Linked DNA regions of Sus scrofa: region 1 is linked to region 2. Evidence: chromatin contacts called from public Hi-C data. All regions are on one chromosome and are shown on one strand. The core of a region is the stretch at or near the end of the contact, and the rest is flanking DNA. Distances in the headings are between cores, read along the strand shown. Region 1 overlaps TMOD1 (tropomodulin-1). Region 2 holds the start of CCDC180 (coiled-coil domain-containing protein 180).

Region 1 (3,257 bases), core at 294-2,793, 260 kb before region 2:
GGAGAAGCCGAGTGGGGCTGGCCGTCTCTGCAGCATGGAGCCACTCCCGGGCCCATCTGCAGCCTCAGTAGATACTCCTCCATAGTGGTGAGGCCCTGGCTCCACCTCTGGTTACCCTGTACTGTCCACGTCATTACAGTTCAGTGTGCAAGACTTGCCCTTTTTCATCAAAAGCCTCTCTGCGCAGTGCTCTGCGGCTTAGTCTGTGCTCATCAGCTCTTTGGCCTGTCCTTTATCATAAGATTTGCTGAATCACTCATGAAAATAACTCCCCAAGCAACAGAAATACTAGTTTAACTGGCACTGTGGTATATTAAAAGGCACAAGGGCATTGAGCTTAACATTTTTGCTGGATCTCAAGAGATGCACATGATGTTAAAAGGGATCCGGCAGAAATGCCAAAATTACATTTTAAGAATAATCATCTAGGGATGGTTTGGCCAGGTTTCCTGATTCCTAAACATCTGGATTGTCTTCACCATTGGTCTTGAGAGGCTTAATTGACAGGCATGAGATCAGCGGTGACTTGACAAATGAGTGACATGACAGGTAGTTGAATTCTGTAAGCTTAAGCCATGATAGACTAGAAATTTGTCTCTCTAGTGTCTTATCTCACATGAGGCATTGGTCCGCTGTGCGATAGAGAAAGGTGTTTGGCCATAGGTTTCACATCCACTGTAAGATTGGCATTATATATAAGGAAGAAATTTTCTGACTCCGGTATCAAATTGTAAGTAAATCCCAGGTGTTCATAAAGAACATAGGGAAATGTTTGTTGTCTGGAATAGGTTTTTTAAAAAGAATAAAAAAAGGACAGTTTTAAAAATTTGAAATTCCACCATTGGCTTTTTGTATTATTTCCTTGTATCCAGTATAAGGAATCTTATGTTCTTTGATTCCTGGCAGAGCTTTGTCGCTTCAGTCTTTCTTTCTTGAGGGGGGAAAAAAAATTGTGTTCTTGATCCAAAAATCAGTTTGGCAACCTTAATCTTGAGGTTCTTAAAATTTAAAGGAGTGTTAATAAAGAATGTTGATCTGTCTCGTTTTCTAGAGAGCTAAGATCAAATTTGTAATAAAGTATCTTACAACGCTTTTAAACCACATGGAAGAGGGTGCTGTTTTTTCATGTCTCGTATTTTAAATGCACCTGAAACACCACACAGCAAGGCCACCCAAACGGGGCTCCAGGGGGTAAGTCACTGCTGCTATAATATCGTCTTCAGTAAGATCTGCTGGTTCAGGGGCTTCTTAGTTTTTAAATAATAACCAGACTGAACTTCTGTGACTAAAGAAAAACTTCACATTAACCATAGTTTATAAAAGTTTCAACTACAACCACTAGCTAACCTAAAACCTTAGTGCATAAAGAACTGAACCACAGCAGGGTCTGTGCCGGCACTTTGCCTTCCGGTTTCCACTGCAGAGCACAGCTTATCAGTAGGACACGTCCAGTTCAAAGGCGTGGTCAGCACCCGCACACACTAGATGCCACTCCGGCACTTGGGAATGATGGGCCCGGTCAAGTCTGCCAGCCTTCTCTTCCTCACTGGAAAGGAAAGATGAGACATGAACCAGCTGTCCCTGTGCATCAGGAGCCACCACCATGGCTGAGTGCTGGGAGGCTTCTCACCAACTTCCATTAGCACAGTCTGGAGTCTGTTGTTTTTTGATTGATTTTTTTTTTCTTTTTTTTTTGGTGTGGAAGTTCCTAGGCCAGAGATTGAATCCATACCACAGCTGTAACCAGAGCCACAGCAATGACAAGACCAAATCCTCAACCCGCTGAGCCACCAAGTCTGTTGTTCTTAAAGGACAGTTGTGAGTGGTCACTGAGGAGGGTCTCTAACTGGCGTGGATTTGTTCATGAACTACTTGTATATCGCCAGTCACACAGATAGAAAGCCCACTTCATCCAATTCTGCTCTCTTCCTTTGTGTACAGAGGCTCTGTGGTTGGAGATCCTTACTTTGGTTCAGATAAGAGTTCAGTTCAATCAATCTTAATGAAATCTTAACCTGCTGGAAACATTTCGCCCAGCCTTCTCAGAGCTCCTGGCCTGCCTGTGTAAACAGCCGTGTCTGCCCTGAAAATTACTCTGGATTATCTGTGTCTCCTTAGGGTTAACCTTGACATTTTCCCAGGGCAAGACAATCTAGGCCCAAACACTGTTCACATAACAACGTAGTTGAATGTTGTAAAGAGGGAAGCATAAGCCAGGGGGTTGCAGGCTGAGGTTATTAGCTTGCAGGTAGTGGGATGGTTGCCAGCAGGCCAGGGGTAGGGGTCCCCTCTGTTGTAACAAGGAAGAGAGAGTGTGTGAAACAAATGACTGTGCCTGCAGATGAAAACCAAGCAGTAAGCTAGGTCAGCCACAAGAGAAAGGTCAAAGACCTCTGTAGAACCAGTAGGTGCAGTCAAGGGGGCTGCTGGTGTGGCAAAGGCAGGAAGCTATTGGGAGAAGAAAAAAGTGTCTATGCTTAGAAGTGTTTTCCAGTTCCCGAGCCGAGCAGGTAGATGCATATGAGCTGCACCAAGAACTGAATGGGCCTGTGCGGGACACTGAGCGTACAAAGCAGAACCACCAGGAAGGTGTGTCACTCAGGCTGTGGCTAGGAGCCGGCACGGAGGGACACGGGAGCACACAGGCCGCCCACTCTGGGGCCTAGAATTCAAACTTTGCCTGAACTCCTCCTCTCCTCTCCACTCCCCCAGAAAGAAAAATTAATGTAAATCAGCGGCAGTCTCCTGGAGAGAGGACTGTGTCTGGCCAGATTCCTGGAGACCATCAGAATGCTCAAGAGCTGTGGGAGAACAAAAACCAAAGCCCAGAGAGCAGAAGAGGTTTGCCCAAAGCGACCCAAGGGGTTACATGAGCCAGGCTTGGCTCTATCTCCGTTAGCTGTACAAGCGTCACACCCCTTTCACTCTCAACCCCTCATTGGCGCCCCTCCAGCAGTCCTGGAGTGTCAGTGTTGTTAGCATTGCCACGTTATGGCAGACAGGGTACATTTCTTGCTCAAAGCAATAGAGCTGGTACCAGATGGAACAAGGCTGGTGAGCCGCAGTTCAGTGCTCCCTTGGAACAGTCTATATTGTCCCTGTCTATATAGGCTCTATATATGGTCCACATCTCATCTGATTCTCACAAGGAGGACTGGCTCCTTTCCCCTGGAGAAGAGAAGGGAGCCAGGGTCCCTGAGAGTGAGCAGAAGAGCCAGGACAAGAACCTGAGTCCCCAGCCCATGGCCCAGGGTACA
Region 2 (3,385 bases), core at 874-3,373:
TGCTTCACTCTCAAGCTCTTCTGGGAAGTCAGCGTACCCAAAATGTCAGCTGGGATTTCAACCTGGCCTTGAAACCCCAACAAGCTCTGAACGCGGTGTGAGGATCCCCTCCTCCAACACAACAGAGAACACCTGGGTAGGAGAGCACAGAGGGAGGGAGGGAGCAGCCTGACCTCTGGCCGCGCTAATTAGGCACCTACTGAATGCTGAGAAGCCCAGCAGGCTCCACTCACGCCCACCCCTCAAGTCCACCAGCGATCAGGTGTAGTCTCAGGACATGCCCTCTAAGCCCTGCCAAGTGGAGGGAGGCCCTGTACTGAAGGGTCCCGCCGCTTCCGACCTGTAGAAAGTACCGCTCAAGCTAGCCGGGCTTCTTCCAGCCTCAGCTGCAGCAAGACACTTTTGGTCTCCAAGGCAACGCAGAGGGGCGGGAGCTCCGCTGACCCCGCCCTCACTTCCTTTCCTGGGTGGAGGCGGGGTTGCCCTTAGCAACTGGAGCTCCCGCGCCTGGAGTAGTGAAATTCCTGCCAGTTGCTCCGCAGTACTAGGGATATCTCAGGACTGGCAGGAGCATCCTGAGCAACACGCTGAATATTCTGAAAAGTACTCTACTAGTAGACACTGGTAGAGACAAGAGATGCAGCTCTGATTCACTGTGGTCTAGATAAACCATCCTATCTTCCTGTCTTGACTAAAGCCAACTTCTGGTGGGAAGTAGCATACAGCAGTGGTTGGCTATAATTAAGAGGCAGAAAGCATCTCTAAAAGAGACCTATCTTTCTTAGATTAAAAGCGGTTGAAGGGCTCGGAATCTGGGCTTCAAGGCTTGAATGGAATTACAATAAAAATACTAATCTATATGACTCTTTGAGGCCCATTCATCCAAGTCCCTCTATGTCCCTTCCTGCCTGAGGCCTTGGTCTCTACATCTGTCATCAGAGAGGACTGGGCTAGAATGCCCCTGAGTCTCAGCTCTCATGTCCCCCCAGCGTTAGTGCCCAAAGCCTGGCCCAGGTCCAAGTCCTGTTTTCTCGGTGTGCACTGCCCCCTCGAGGGCTCTTGCGGTAGTACATCATGAGAGGGGTGAGGATGGGGGGCTGGTTCTGGGCTTCCTGGCTTTCTGATGGACTCTGGCGGTCTGCCCCCTAGGGGAATCAGATCACTTATTGAGAGAGTTTGATAACAGAGAAGCAGGAGACTTATTGAAATGGCAGATGGGGGAAGGTGGCTGCCCTCAAGGACAACTTCCTGGAGGGAAGGCTATTTACACCTATTTCTGAGAACAGGTAGGGCCTGGATGGAACTGGAAGGAAGGAGGGTTCCCATTGGTGCAAAGACCCAGGACTGGACCTCTGCCTCTCTACTTACCCCTGCAAGGCTTCTACAGCATCCTTCGCCCAACCTGTTTGCATTCTGTCCTTCCCTCTGGCCTCAGGAATACAAATTAATGAGAGAAATCCTGCTTCTCCAGGTGGCTGAAAGCCATTACAACCTCAAGCATAAGGAACAATTTAGGGCATGGTTCCAGGACACGAAGCAGCTCAGTGAGAATGAGAGGTGAGGCCAGGAAGGAGCTGGAGTGAGAGCAGGTACAAACTCTGCCTTCACAGCCAAATCTTCCTGGGGGTCAGCTCCAAAGAGTCTATGGCCACAGTTTCCTGGGTGACCCAGACCTTGTTACATGGTGACCTGCGGTGCACCTGAACTCCAGCTGCTGGGAGGCAGTGGGAGGGACACCTGAGGGGTGGCTCCTGGTAGGCTCACAGGTACCACTCTGTTCTGCCAGCTGGAGCCCATGTCCTAGAGAGCCAGCAGAATATTAGAGGCCAAGAAGAACTGGCCATTGTCAAGCCCAGGGGTGAGTGAGTGTCCAGCCTGGCAGCAGCTGAATTCTAAGGGCAAAGCATGGTCTTGGGGAGTCAGATCCTAGATTTATTATTACTGCCCATGCCTGGGTGATTCACCTCAGCTTTCTGGGACTCAGTTTCCTTCTCTGTGAAATGGTGATGCTAAATGATCTCTCACAAGATGGGGACAAATGAGGTACTGTTGACTGTTGGAGCACTCAGCACAGGGTCTGGAACACAGAGTGCAGTGGGGGTGGGGCAGGGAGGCTGGGTCATGACATTGGGGGAGACTTTCAAGGTGATCTCTCTCCTCTATGCAGCCACCAGGCCCCAACACAGAGCCCAGGGCCTATGGCAGGTCATACTCCTGAGACCAGCTCAAGTGCAACCTCTTCCTCAGCAATGGGGACACAGCAGGGCACTTGGAGGTGCACTGAGCCAGCTCCTCCTGCCCTGAGGTGAAGGATAACATTGTGAGCCTTTTCCTGGGGGTCTCCTGAAAGTCAGGAGAAGAGGGAGTGACTCTACCCTCTACCCCTTCTCCCTGACAGTTCTTCCCTAGCATCTAGTTACCTGCTGGAGAGGGCAATATTTATTTGTTATAAATAGTAAATGCTAGAGTTCCCATCGTTGCGCAGTGTAAATGAATCCAACTAGGAACCATGAGGCTGTGGGTTCGATCCCTGGCCTCGCTCAGTGGGTTAGGATCCAGCATTGCCATGAGCTGTGGTGTAGGTCGCAGACATGACTTGGATCTGGCATTGCTGTGGCTCTGGCGTAGGCTGGCAGCTATAGCTCTGACCTGGGAACCTCCATATGCCACGGGTGCAGCCCTAAAAAGACAAATTAATTAATTAATTAATTAAAAAATAGTAAATGCTAGATTTGAATATTATTGTATTTTTTTTAACAGCCTGAGAGACAGTTTGGTTCCTTCACTTCCCATGCTAATTTCAATGGGATACAGACTCCTACATTCTTCCTTGAACTAAGACCTCTTTCAGGATCATCGGCTTTCTGCATGTGGGAGGAGATTAGGCCAGTGCCCCTCTCTGGCTACTGAAGGAAACCCTCAAGTCCCCCTTCCTCAGAGGACATGGTCATTTCAGTGTCATTAACCTGGGCCAGGAGCAGAGACAGGCCCTCAGAACTCTTGGTATTTGGAGGTTGAAGGTACTTCCCCAGGCATAGCCATAACCATTGAAATATAGGTGTCTTTTATTTTTATTTATTTATTTATTTATTTTTGCTATTTCTTGGGCCGCTCCCGCGGCATATGGAGGTTCCCAGGCTAGGGGTCCAATTGGAGCTGTAGCCACTAGCCTATGCCAGAGCCACAGCAACGCAGGATCCGAGCCGCGTCTGCAACCTACACCACAGCTCACGGCAACGCCGGATCGTTAACCCACTGAGCAAGGGCAGGGACCAAACCCGCAACCTCATGGTTCCTAGTCGGATTCGTTAACCACTGCGCCACGACGGGAACTCCCTGTAGGTGTCTTTTAAAATACCACTTGCCAGGACCATTTCCTGCCCCA

Evidence for each region. A called contact is a pair of places that touch in the nucleus more often than the background predicts.
Region 1: a contact with region 2 is called in a Hi-C map of fetal skeletal muscle, with 1.8 times the contacts expected there. The contact joins the enhancer-like site here to the promoter of CCDC180 in region 2. A contact is called at or near these places in 3 of 5 promoter capture datasets (fetal liver, fetal skeletal muscle and liver), 9 of 47 Hi-C or Micro-C datasets (embryonic fibroblasts, fetal skeletal muscle, heart right ventricle and 6 more) and 1 of 2 datasets of contacts at active chromatin or transcription factors (alveolar macrophages).

Annotation. Positions count from the first base shown.
Region 1 is chr1:239,464,432-239,467,688 of Sscrofa11.1, reverse strand. It overlaps TMOD1 (tropomodulin-1), which reads right to left. Exons shown (of 10, transcript XM_003353588.5): 10 at 1-1,546. The coding sequence ends at 1,482. TSTD2 (thiosulfate sulfurtransferase/rhodanese-like domain-containing protein 2) reads left to right here. Exons shown (of 10, transcript XM_005660262.3): 10 at 1-1,098. Among named protein-coding and RNA genes, the nearest start is that of NCBP1, 27 kb to the left of the region's middle. Within about 2 kb of position 1,543, at least 12 of the 83 cell types and tissues checked have an H3K27ac peak or open chromatin away from gene starts, as enhancers often do. A contact at or near this core is called in fetal liver, fetal skeletal muscle and skeletal muscle, where this site is marked.
Region 2 is chr1:239,206,366-239,209,750 of Sscrofa11.1, reverse strand. It overlaps CCDC180 (coiled-coil domain-containing protein 180), which reads right to left and starts at 2,123. Exons shown (of 42, transcript XM_021085122.1): 1 at 2,048-2,123; 2 at 1,701-1,800; 3 at 341-544. The coding sequence starts at 2,123.